Linked DNA regions of Mus musculus: region 2 is linked to region 1. Evidence: chromatin contacts called from public Hi-C data. All regions are on one chromosome and are shown on one strand. The core of a region is the stretch at or near the end of the contact, and the rest is flanking DNA. Distances in the headings are between cores, read along the strand shown. Region 1 holds the start of Anxa4 (annexin A4). Region 2 overlaps Anxa4 (annexin A4).

Region 1 (6,387 bases), core at 3,574-6,073:
GATGTTGGGCCCCAGTTCCTGGAAAGGCCCTGTTCCCTTCTCTATGGGAGAGAGCTCAGGCACAAGTGAATCAGGAGATTGAGGCCCTAGGTTAGTCTCTGATAATAATGCCACCTGGTCCCTCTCCAGGGGAAGGGTCCCCTCACACAGGACACATCCTTGAGGGCCAGAAAGTGTCTGCTCTCTGGAATCTCACTGTTCAGCTCTGTGTGGCATCTAGGCCTGAGGGTTATGGGAGGAGTGGATGGAAACTCACAGGATTTCTACACAGTCACCTGCATTCTGGCCTTTAGTCACCGTTTATGCCTGGGCCTATGGTGGTGGTGATAACATTCACAGATGTTTTATGACAAGCCCAGGAGGCAGTGAGACAAATTACTGACCTCGAGCAATGGAAACTTTTCAGCTTAGAAAATGCTCTTCGTGGTCCCACAGCAAAATCAAAGCTCAGTTCAAACACAATCAGACACCAAGATATTATACATCCCACCAGCCCACAGTGGGCCTCAGCAGCCCACGGCTTCCACGGCAGTTAACAGAGTGTATTAATCCATCTCAGCTTCAATCACGTTAAACAACAAAATTCCTTGAGCTGAAGCACTGAGCCCTGTAAGACTACACTGAGGCACTAGGGTGACAGCGTAGCTGGTATAGAGGTGTCCTGCAAGCACCGGGATAGTCTGATCCCCAGAAACTGAGTTTTAAAACAGGGAGATGTGGTAGGTGTGTTTATGATCTCACTGTTGGGGAGGCAGAGACAGATCCCCGAGGCTCACTGGCTGGTCAGCCTGGCTTATGTGGTGGCTCTAGGTCAGGATGGCACCTGAGGAACATACAGACTCACGCAGAGAGAGGGAGAGAGAGGGGGATAGAGATAGAGACAGAGACAGAGAGAACTAAGTTTGGGCAGAGAAACGTCTGTTGTTAATCTGATCGAAAAGCAGATGTGACTGCTATAGCAGAGATTTGTCCTTCAGAATGGGGAGGCTTAGAAAGTTCCCCTTCACATGGAACATTAGCCTTCACATCACCTAGAACATGTAGTGTATGTTCTACACTACACACAACGTGTAGCAAGCAGAACATGACAGATCAGAGTCGATGGAAGATCACGTTTTCACACGTCATTCAGCTTAGCAAGTGTGTTCGTTTGTGAGTTTGTAAGGTCTGCTTCCTCACAGTGAAGTCCTGGTAAAACCTTTAAACATGCAGGTCCTGGGATCCCAGTTCATCACACTGGATCAGAATCCGGGACAGTGACCTGCAGAGCATGATGGTGCACACCTGCAGTTAAGTAAAACCAGGACACAGAGGCTGGGACAGAAGGATGTCAAACTCCAAGTTAGCCTGGGTTACACGGTAAGAACCGCTCAAAAAAAAAAAAAAAAAAAAAAAGAATGGTGCAAGAGCCAGGTGTGGTGGCACATGCCTTGAACCACAACACTAAGGAGGCAGAGGCTGCCAGATCTCTATGAGTTCTAGGTCAACCTGGTCTGCATAGTGAGTTCCAGGAGAGTCAGGGCTGTTGTCTTAGAAACAGGCAAACAAGAATGGGGCAAGGATCTAAGTAGTATTTAGACTTTCTAGGGGAGCTTGATGAACCCTGACGTTTGAGGAAGTATTAGGAATCTTTTATAGCTTTATCAGTACAGTTCTACAGAGCCTCTGCCCAGGCCTTTTCTGCAGTGAGAACTCTCAGCAGCTCTAACACCCTCCCTATGCGTCCCAAAAGCCACTTTCTCAAGTTCAATGAGCAAATACCCGTTATCATAAGGAGTTACTCATTCCCAAGCCCACATGCCAAGCCCTTCAGGAATTTAAGAGCCATTGATTCCTACCCCCACACGCACACACTACAGCTTCCCTTTTCTGATCAAAAAAGCTTCAGGTTTCTGTTGAGGCAGGGGATGCTGGGGATTGAACCACTGGTCTTGTGATCTTAGGCAAGCAATCTACCAGCAGAGTTACATTCTCATCCCGGCTCTACCTCGGTCAACTCTATTTCACATGGCACGTTGCCACGGAGAACGTTGAAGCAAAAAGAAAAACACAGATCAAGACTCTGTTAAGAAGCCAGGAATCCACAGCTCACTGTGAACCAAGTCCAGAGTCTCAGTTGGACTTGAGCCTCACCTCACTTTGGAGGGCCGGGACTTGAAGCCTTGCATCTTCAACTGGACCAGGTTATGAGCCCATTCCAGGCTGAGGAGAATTAGAATAATGTGATTAAGCTGATCACTACTCAAAGACACTCTGAGGAGACCATCTCAGTGCCTGTTAAACTCCCTCCATACTGCAAGAGAACAAACCACCAAGGTTTGGAGAAAATGGCAGCCCCAAACCCAAGCAACACCTCTTTGAAAAAAAAAGCTTAAAAGGTATGTAATTTTGGTGGCTAGAGACGTAGCTCAGTTGGGAGAGTTACCTAGCCTGCACAAGGCCCTGGGTTGGATCCTCTGCACTCCATAAGCTTAGGCATGGTTCCTTACATCTATAATCTATAATAATCTATAATCTATAATCCCAGCATTCAGGAGCAGAGACAATAGGATCAGAAGTTCGAGTACATCCTTGGCTATACAGGAAGTTTGAGGCCAGCCTGGGCTACCTTAGACCCTATCTCAAATTCGAAGATAAAATAAAGAATACACTTTTAAGGGCTCTCCTCCCAATTTTCCCTACAATTTAAATGTAAAACATGGTTTTAGTTGAGTAATTGGGTGAAACTGACACTTAAAGAAAAATCTGCTTACTCACTCTGTAGCTTCCCCCATTCCCTGACACATGACCCATCTCCAGTGCAGACCCCTCACCTTGCTCTCTCTTGGAGAGGATCAGGGTAGCCTACAACTATGCAAGCAAGATCAGGAAAAGAAAGGATTGGCTGGTCACAGACAAAGCAATGTGCCCTGGGATGTAGGGCTGTAGGACCAAGAGGCTTGCCCTGTGGGCACTGATGGCTGAGGGAGGACCAAGAGGCTCACCCTGTGGGTACTGATGGCTGGCAGGCACAGCTTGACCTGTTAATCTCCAGACTGCTTTCAGAGAAAAAGAAGATCCCTGACCAAAGCAGGGACTCCAGCTAGGAGGAAATCATCACCCTTTCCCTAATAGCTCTGTGTCTCTAGGACCACTGGGTGAGTGTACATGTGTGTGTGTGTGTGTGTGTGTGTGTGTGCCCTGAAATCAACAGAAAGCTGAGTTGACTGGCTTTGGCAAAATGGCCATCACTGAAGTTAGTGGCTCTCAAGTGGCTGTGGTAATCTCAATCTAGTTTTCAACCTCTCCTGCACACTCTTTACAAAAGCATTAAATTAATTAATTGTGTGTGTGTGTGTGTGTGTGTGTGTGTGTTCTCCAAGCCCACAATGGGGTGTCAGACACCCTGGATCTGGAGCTTCAGGCAGTTGGGAGCCATCTGGAGTGGGTACTGGGAGCATCGAGTGTTCTTGAACCAAGACCTCCAGCCCCTACCTACTACTCTTGTGTTGGTTTTGGTTTTTTGTTGGCTGGGTCTTTCTTTTTTTGAAGGCCAGATCTCGAATAGTCCAGACTACCCTCCAATATTACCCTGAACTACCGATTGTCCTGAAGTATGAGATTCTATTCCTTTTAAATCTAAAACGGGAAGCTTCCAAAAGGGTGTTGCTTGGGTTGGGACTGTCATTTTCTCCAAACTGTCCTCAAAGGCAAACGTACACCTGATTTATTTGGAGCCAAGGATAAAACCCAAGGCTTCTGGTGTGCTGGGGGCACGCTATCAACTGAATATATGCCTGGTCCTCTCTTCTTGTTCTTCTCTCCTCCGTTCTCTAGGGACTCACGGCCATAAATGGAGTTGCTTCCCACCTAAGGAAACAGTGAGTCTGGGAATGATGGGCAGAGGGATAGGTAACAACCGGCCATCCTATCCATCCTTCCACCATCCACTAAAGTGCCCAGTTTTAATGAAAGGCGCAGTTGCTTAAGGCCCAGAGTGCTCCTCCAGTAAATGGAGGCTTTCATACCCTTGAGGTGCACATTGAGCCAGCAAAGTGTTAAACCGCCAATTGTCTTAGGCGCCAAAGTCTCCAACTGGTCAAAGCACCGAGGACTAAGTTAAAATGTAGACACAGGCAGACACAGAATAAAAACTAAGAATAAGATGATTCCTGGGCGCCAGGCACTGTGTGGAGACCGTTCGCTACAAGAGAGGCGAGGAGCGCCCTAAGAAGACGAGAAAGCAAACTTACTTGCAAAAAGAAAAGGCAACACAAGTAGTGCTGGAGTGAGCTTCAGAGAATGTTAACTCAGTGGCTTATCCTCAGTGCGGAGTCCCGGGGGGGCTTTGACTCAGCAAAGGACTGCAGGAGTGCTGTGCACCGTGCGGCACTGCCTGCTCCTCCCCACGTTTCCCAGGTGGCTGCTCCGGTCCGGGACCTCACGCTTCCAGGGCGCGGAGCCAAGTGGCCCAAAGAACCCGCCTCTGGTCACAGCACCCGGTCCCTGAGCCCAAGATCCCCAGCCACAGTCTAGGACAACCGGCAGGAGCCCAAGATTCCCAGGTCCAAGCCTAGGACAGCGGGCGAGCCCAGGATCCCGAGGTTAAGTTCAGGTTTCCAGGCCCCAGCTGCGACCCAGCCTAGGATTCCCCAAATGAAGTCTAGATCTCCAGGTCCGAGCCTAGGACACCTGCCCGGAGCCTAGGACCCACACCCAGACCCCAGAGCCCGCGGCGGAGGTCCGGACCACTGCCCTAAGCCCCTTACCTCTGGTGCGGAGAAAGGCTCTAGACTACGGCGAATGCCACACCCTCGTCCCGGCCGATAGGACCCGCCCAGTCTCGGGGTGGAGACTGAGCCCAAGTTCCTGGTTGTCCCTTTGCCCACAGGAAAGTCCCTCCCCGGAGAAGCGCAGCTAGAGCACGAGAATCGCCCCCAGCACCAGGAGGGGCCTGAGGCAGATCACGCACTCGGCCTTTAACCCCACTGAGGACAGCGAGCCCACTCAGGACCCTGACCCTGCACAACCAGACTCCCAGGGTCTCAGCCTCGCGTCCTGCTGGGGTCGCACAACGTACTTGGGGCCTCGGCGCTCCAGTCTAGAGTGTAACTTGAAAAATCAGAACGTGACATCTGAGGACACAGTCCATGTCCTCCTTTCACATTATAACATACGTTCCAGAAAATTCTCAGCAGTTGCACGCCTCCCTTAAAGAAGACAGATGCAATCCTCAAAGTCAGGGGAAGGGTTCTCGGAGACAGGTACAGGTCACCGTTGGGACCGGGGTTAGAAGCAACTCTGGGTTTCCCACTAAACTTCCAACTGAAGCATTTCTTGGTTGCTAGCCAGCCTGGTTCTGGCTCCTTGCTGGACACGGAGGCACATGCCTCTTGCTACAAGGATAATGAATGCTTGAAGAACAGAGGCAGGTGCAGGCAACAGAGGCTCCACAGGCAACCTCCAATTTCATTTAACAAAGAATGGGTCGCTTTGGGCAGTGTTTGCTCTCTAGCCAACCAAAACCTAGGTGGTCATTATTTTAAATTGTATCAGCAACTGTAGCTAGAGGAGGTGGCTTATTGTGTGGTCAGGAGGAGGAAGGCTGAGGGGGTCAGGAGGAGGAAGGCTGATCTAGACTTGGGCCTGTTTTTTCATGTTCCAAAGTCTATATGTTTCTAAGCTTCCACAAGGGAAGACAAAATTAATCATGGTAATAGGAAGGACAAAATGAAGATTCAAGACTATTGTATCCTTTTAAAAGTAATTACATGCAGGGGAGGTGGGGTGGGGGGTGGATAAAGGTTAGTGTCTAGGAACTGTAGTTAGCCCACAGCTAAGCTGATCTTTATAGCAAGTGCAACCAGGCCACAGGCCTCTGATGTCACTTCTCCCAAAGTCTGCCCTAGCCCAGGTAGGGAAGCCACAGACAGAGGCTTTTACTATTACATATAAATACGTGTGCATTTTACTTATTTTATGTGTACAGATTTTTGTCTGTCTGTATGTCTACACACCAGCATAGGATCCCTTGGCTGCTGGGAATTGAAGACCTGTCTTCGGGGAAGACTCAGTGCTAGTCCCCACCTGAGTCTTTTATGGGAAACAAAGGCCAGGACTCCATCTGACCCAGGCTCATCTGGGATCTGAGGTCTGGGATCAGGGAAGGGCTGACCTCCAGTAGGAGTCTTGACTCTTTCTGAGCTCTGACAGGTGACATGCGACTTCTTCCAACAGATGGCAGGCTCTCCTGGGAATGCCCAGGAGTGCACTAACAGGGCATCTGCATCTTGTCTTACTTCTGGGGACCTGATCTAACCCAGAGCGACAAAACAATGAATAGAGCTGTTCAACTTAAGGACTCAGACTTCACACTAAAGATATCAAAATTAGGCACCACCAGGCACA
Region 2 (6,758 bases), core at 2,620-5,119, 39 kb before region 1:
CTGGTGTGTCTGAAGACAGCTACAGTGTACTCAGATACACAAAATAAGTAAATCTTAAAAAAAAAAAAGGATTCAATGATTCAATGGTATGCCTAAGAAAGACTAGGTGGGCATGCTGGGCTTTACAAAAGGCCCAGGGTTTGTATGCTACTTGGCCACAGGGACAAATGTCAGGACAGCCGTCAGTGTGCTGAGTGCCAGGGCAGCAGCTCTCTTTTGAAAGTCACATGGTGTTCACAGGTCCCACCTCATGTTCTCTTTAGGGAAGTATGAAGAGCAGAGGCAGCTCCTTCCCTCTGTGACATTCAGCGCTGAGCACTTGCATAGCGTGGGGCACGTCCTGGGTTCCGTTCCTTGGCCACACACACACACACACACACACACACACAGAGAGAGAGAGAGAGAGAGAGAGAGAGAGAGAGAGAGAGAGAGGAGGGGGAGGCTTGGTGCTTCCCTAGGATCCTTGTTGTGTCCTCAGTGTGAGGAAGAGATCTGGAATCCAGGAGTGTTGAAAGACCTGTTAATCATAAAGACTGTCTATGAGAGTCTTTCTCATAACACACCTCAGTTGGACTAACACACCCTGAAGTAGAAGCGGTTGTCCACCAACCAAGTGAGGCCTGTCTTAGAGAAGAAACTGCAAGAAGGAAGTTGCGGTCCACAAACCTGGGCGTCCTGCTTCATAAGAGCATCATCAAGGTAATTTCCTTCATCCCTGCCAGCCTGTGGGAAGATGGAAGAGAGGTACACAAGTAACCATGGCAGCAAGTACCCATGGAGACGGTAGGGACTCTTAAGACAGAAGACCTGGAAACCCAAGGCACTAAGACAAGAAGGCAGTAAAAGCTGGGTCTTCAGGTTAAGGAGTTAGGACTGTTGTCTTCTGTCACAGGGCTTGGATCTATGCTCTGGAGTTGGTCCCAGCAGAGTGTGGGCCCCACTGTGACTCCTGATGTTGCAAAGGTGTCTTCCTAGTAGAAGGGCAATACATCTTTCTATCCCACCCCTACCCCGTGCTCCCACCATTGCACTAACTCAGCTGACTCAGCCTTCTTGACTGACCAGTCTTCATGGTCGAGAGAACGCTAGACCTGAGGTGGAACTTGGAAAGCTGATGCAATGCCAACCCCAAATACATCAGTTCCAGCATGGAAGGCCATGGGAACCCCTGGAGGAGCCCCTGGAGGAACACTAAGGAGTGAAAGATAGGTACTGCCCTCCAGATTGGTAGGCTGTTTTTTTAAAAAAGGATGAAAAAAAGTGTGTGTGTGTGTGTGCGTGTGTGCGCGCGTGTGTGCGCGTGCACCATGTGAGCAAAGGTGCCTCCAGAGGTTAGAAAAGAGTATCATATCTCCAGGACCTGGAGTGAGAGGTGGTTGTGAGCCATCCACTTGGGATGCTCAGAGTTAACTCAGATCCTCTGCAAGAGCAAGAGGCAATCTTAACCTCTCCAACCCTGCCCAGCAGAAACATCTAAAACACAGGAAGTCTCTCAATATCCTTATAATCCAATAGCTGACATGAACTTGGGCCGTGTGGACAGTGAATTAAAGTAGAAGAAATGGTTGTGCATGCATGGCTAGCCAGGGTCTCTGGAGGAGAGATAATGATGTAGGGACAGAGAGTTCGTTCTGCCCACGAACGATGCCCCGGGCAGATCCATGTTTAGGAGACTGAACGGATGAAGGGCAGAGAGTGAGTGTTTCAATCAACCCAGCATCCCCTGTCAGAAGGCAGGACTGAGGAAGCCACGCACCGCCGACAGGGACACCAGTACTCGCTGGAACATGAAGGATGTGTCAGAGCAGATGTCCTCTTCAAGGCTCCTTCCATATTCTACCAAAAAATTGGAAATGGGTACATCAGAACAGAGACCTGCCCAATGCTGCCACCCTCCGGCCTGCTATGTGTCCCATCCCACCTGCACAGCCAGCAGCACAAACCAAGGTGGTACCAAGTGAGGCTTTCAAAATCTCAACTCTGCCAGGCCCCAGGTTGGAGTTAAGTGGTATAACCATTGATGGGTAAAGTACCCATGTTCCTGTAGGCAATCTTTCGCCTATGCTCCTATCAGCAATTCTAACAAAGCCCATTAGCACAGAACAACAACAGAACAAACAACAAAACAACTTTGGTTTAAAAAAAAAATGACCCAGGTGCTAATTTGTCACAGTGGGAAGGATCGACAGCTGTCTCTTACGATGAAGGTGGGCTGGAGTCCTCCTTGGTCTCCTTCTGTCTGTGACTTTGCTATGCAAATGCTATGTGTCTGAATGGAAGCTGGCAAGGTGACCAGTGTCACTGGACACAAGTCCCCAGAAAAGTTCTAACAGAGCTCCCTAAGAGTCACACTCTCTACAGCCCCAGAAGCTACCATGGAACAGGTGTCAGGGTTAGGGGGTCAACTCCAAATCCTGGGGCTGAGGTCAGGGTTGGGGGCTAACTCCATATCCTGGGTGGGCCTGTGAGGGAGACATGGAGGGTTCTTGTGCTCACATAAGCACAAGGAGATCCAGGAGTGTTAAACACACACACACACACACACACACACACACACACACACACACGCTCCTTCAAAGGAAGGGATATATAACCTGTTATCTTCCCAGAAGGCTGGGAGCAGATCTGGATAATATCCTGGTGACCTTTGTGCTCTCTGTGTGGCTGAGACCACAGGGATCCTCCCCAGACCCTTATCATGAACTTGTCAATCTATAGGATTTATCTTTATGGGTGGTATCACATGTCATCAATCTATAGAATATATCTTTATGGAAGATGTCACAATCACTTTACAGAGTTTCGAAGTAGTCATCTTAAGTTTTATTGTACACACAGGATTGAGTAATTATCACCAGGAAAATTTTCACCAAATTGCGGTGTGTTTAAATATGCCAAAAATAAACTATTCAGGGTCAGAGTTAATCAGACTGCCTTCTTGCTTCCCTTGGATTGTTATTCAGCTAGCAGTGGAGGTCGAGAGGCCTTCATGGGGCTAAGGTCAGGGTTGGAAGCTAAATCCAAAACCTTCCAGGTTAGAGGACTAACTCCAAATCTAGGGTCAGAGCTCTAACTCCAGACCCTCGAGGTGTAGGCTCAGGCTCTGAACACTGAGCAAGAGGCCCTACTGTGTGACAGTCTTTGCCTCAGAAGCAATCCATACTGACTTTAAAAACACAGAGACCAGCAATGATGGGGTATAGCTCTGTGCTAGAGAGCTGGCTTGGCTTGTGAGAGACCATGGGCTCCATCCCTAGTACCCGGGTAGGCCACAGATATGGCAGAACACTCACGATAAATAAATAAAACAAATGGGAGAAAATCTAATAGCTGAGAAGTGATAGTCACGAGCCTTCCTTTCAAGTCCTGGGCAACCTGGGCCGGGGCCTGGGGGGCTGCTACTTACGCTGCTGGTATGTCTGGTTGATTCGACGGATCTCCTCAGGGGTACGAGAGGCCAGGATCTCAATCAGACAGCCCTCGTCCGTGCCAGCTCCCTAAATGTGAGGGCAGGGGTGAGATGGCATGAGCCAGTGGATCAAGTTTGCACAGCTAAACAAGTAAAATACAATTGCATTTACTAATTAAAAACAGAGTCCCACACTCAGAAAGAATGCAGGCAGGAAGCTGCAGATTATAATAGCAGCTCACAGGGTCTAGAAACATGGCCTGTTAACTTTTACCTGCCCCGCCCAAGCCCAGTGTGTTTACCATATCGTTATTAATAATAATGCACATTTGTAGAGCCCAGTTGCCATCTGTTGTTTGTCATAACAGGTCAGGTGCCGTTTCTGCCCTCTGGGGTTCTACTCTTTCTTCAACCTCTGCTCTCTTTCTCTGAAGGTCAGAATGTTCTGGTAAAGATGTTATCTCCCTGTTTCACCTTCTACACGGTGTAGTAGCATTGATAAGCAAAGGAGGGCGGCTACACTGGCCTCTCAGAGTCACTTGCTGCCAAGCAGCTCAGCTACAGAGAATGTGCCTGCCCGTAACACCTGGGTCCTATCAGCACATTGGGCCAGTTTCTTCCATCAGCCCCAGGGAGCAACAAATGGCTCAACAAACTTTGAGGATTTCTTAATTACAACAGCCATGTATATTTCAAGTTATCCAGAGGGGAAAACCTGTTTCTCCTTGTCTCTCTTCCCCCATCTCAGAAGGGTTCGACCATAGGCCAATCTTAACTTTAAGATTTCAGATGATGTGTGTGGGTCTGCCCCTGTGAGTGCAGTGCCCAAGGAGGCCAGAAGAGGGTGTCAAAGCCCCTAAAGCTGGAGTTACTGGTGGTTGGGAGCTGTCCAGCACTTGTGTGTTGGGAAGTAAACTACAGCCCTCTGACAGAGCTGCAAGCACTCAACCACTGAGCCACGTGGTCCAGCTCTGCCGGTCATGTTTCTGAAGGATAGCTCGTTACCACGTACACAGGAAACACCAAAAGTTCAAGGGGACCACAGACCTTCATGGCCCTCCGCAGCTCCTGTACGTCATACAGCACTGTGGGTGTCATCAGCCCCAGGATCACCTGCTCAAAGTTGCTGCTCAGCTCCGACTTCAAGTCCTCAATCAGGTCCTGCAACAAACGAGAAGAATGTGTCTACTTTTAGCAGCTACTGTCACTCATGCCCGCCATATCCAAGTATGGGGCAAGAGTGTCCTGTGCTGTCACTCTCTTGGAAGCACGAGGTGGCATTTTCCTAAGTCATCTGACACATCTGCATGTCTGCAGTCACACAGAAGCCTTTTCAGTACTTCCCGCTTTTCCAGCTATGACCAGATTTTACTTATTGACTACAACCAAAACCACACAGCATAGCAGACAAGGGAGTGTGGCCATTTCCCATTAAGCCAAACTTTAGTGAGATTTGCAAAACAATGCCAGCTCTCTCACTAAGTTTTGGTTTGGTTGTGTGTGTGTGTGTGTGTTGTTCTCATTAAATTTTATTTTTGAATACATAGCTATTTTTTCCTTTTTTAAATTGATAATTACATTCATTTATTTATGTGTGGAGGCGCGCTGCAGTACACAAGTGGAGGTGAGAGGACAACCTAAGAGAGAAGGTTCTTTCTATCATGTGGGACCAAACTCATGGGTTGTTGGCAAGAAGCACTTTCCCACGGTAAACCACCTCACTGGCCCCGTATTTTGTGTATTTTGTGTATAAACATACACATATGTGTACGAATGTTTGTGCGTCTGTACCCGTGTGTGTACATGCACGTGCATGCACACATAAGCATGATTGTGTATAAAGGTCAGTTGTATATGTCTGGGGTCTTCCTCAATTACTCTCTACAACTAAGGTCTACAGGTTCTTCCACTGAACCTAGCGCTCACTGCTGGCCAACAAGCCCTAGATAGTTTCCTGTCTCCTCCCAGTGCTGGGATTACGTATATATTTTTCTATCATGCACATCTTTATGTTAAATCTACAAATGTGGATTGAACGAATGAATGAGTGGATGAATGAATTAGAAGTCTATTAATATTGGTCATCTTAGACTACCATAGGTTAGCTCCATTCTGAAGGTAATTTCGAGTGTGTGATACAACAGTTGTAATGTAATGTATATAAAGCACTTCCATGTATAGCCTACACCTCCCTTGACTGTCCATGTCTGCTACTGTTCTCTTTCAGTTTCCCCGGGGATGGGAACAGTTTATGGCGCTCTGGAGACAGTTGGTGACACTCTGACCCATTCCCTACAGGAGTGCCCAGAGTTCATCTATAGCCGCTCTGGAGAGCAGTGAGTCAGCTCTGCCCTGCCCATCCATCCCTCCCCACCGTGACAAGCAGTTTGGAGCCATCTGTGAGAAACAGCTTCACTATTCCCTGCGGTGACATCTCCCAAGACACCTGCACTAGACATGAAGTCACTGGGCACCGATATACAGAGACAAGGTTCTCAATAAAGAAGCAGAAGGGTTGGGGGTCTTTAATGGTGATGTGTGGAAAGACTGGGCTGAATAATTCGGGTGAAGGAGGGGTGGGGAGTTCAGACAAAATCTAGAGCATGCCGGGTGAAGAGATAATTTTTTAGCTGCCATGCATGCATTGGAGATTGGTGCTAACACTGTTAATCTGCATGTCCAGATGCTGAAGGTCCTTTTCCCCAGTTATTTTTTGGTCTACGAATAAAGATACCAATGGACGATAGCTGGGTGAGGGGCGGGACACTGAGAGTTGCGCCGGTAGGAAGTAGAGAGGAGTGACAGAATCGCCTGGACTGGGGGAAGAAGAATGGGACTCAGTAGCAGCAGGAGATAAAGCCAACCACTCATGTGAGATTTGAGTAAATGGCCGCTGGCCACTTCCCTGATTGTGCCTGGGGTAGCAGGGGAAGGTTTAGGAATGCACACAGCCTTTGAGGTAACCAAGGCATTTTAAAATTAACTGGCACACTCGTGAGTGTGTGAGTGTGTGTGTATATGTGTGTGTGTTTTTTCCATTCTCAGATCTGAGATAGCTCCTGGGTGGTGCACATAGTGAAAACATGAAATTATACAGAAAGCTCTGCTTGCAGAGTGTGAAGGGTCTGGAATTTCTGTGTTTTGATTTTTGCAAAAATATCCTTTAAATGTTTTTTTCTTTTTACATTACTTAGTGTGTATATGTGTGTGTATGTGTGTGTGTATGTGTGTGTGTATATGTGTATATGTGTGTGTGTATGTGTATGTGTGTGTGTGTATGTGTGTGTGTGTATGTGTGTATATGTGTGTGTATGTGTGTGTGTATGTGTGTGTGTATATGTGTGTATGT

What was found. A called contact is a pair of places that touch in the nucleus more often than the background predicts.
Region 2: a contact with region 1 is called in a Hi-C map of CD8 T cells, with 2.3 times the contacts expected there. The contact joins the enhancer-like site here to the promoter of Anxa4 in region 1. A contact is called at or near these places in 20 of 39 promoter capture datasets (the 3T3-L1 cell line, 3T3-L1-derived adipocytes, the C10 cell line and 11 more), 13 of 15 datasets of contacts at CTCF or cohesin (CD8 T cells, the G1E-ER4 cell line, the NIH/3T3 cell line and 6 more), 312 of 484 Hi-C or Micro-C datasets (the 3T3-L1 cell line, 3T3-L1-derived adipocytes, the 4T1 cell line and 152 more), 55 of 115 datasets of contacts at active chromatin or transcription factors (the 230-238 cell line, CD8 T cells, the NIH/3T3 cell line and 34 more) and 6 of 9 other capture datasets (adipose tissue, bone marrow-derived macrophages, embryonic stem cells and 3 more).

Annotation. Positions count from the first base shown.
Region 1 is chr6:86,788,761-86,795,147 of GRCm38.p6, forward strand. It overlaps Anxa4 (annexin A4), which reads right to left and starts at 4,824. Exons shown (of 13, transcript NM_013471.2): 1 at 4,749-4,824.
Region 2 is chr6:86,750,397-86,757,154 of GRCm38.p6, forward strand. Anxa4 (annexin A4) reads right to left here. Exons shown (of 13, transcript NM_013471.2): 5 at 4,457-4,570; 6 at 3,407-3,497; 7 at 1,757-1,836; 8 at 667-723. Among named protein-coding and RNA genes, the nearest start is that of Gmcl1, 20 kb to the left of the region's middle. Within about 2 kb of position 3,870, at least 18 of the 459 cell types and tissues checked have an H3K27ac peak or open chromatin away from gene starts, as enhancers often do. A contact at or near this core is called in CD8 T cells, CD8 central memory T cells, DN3 thymocytes and 2 more, where this site is marked.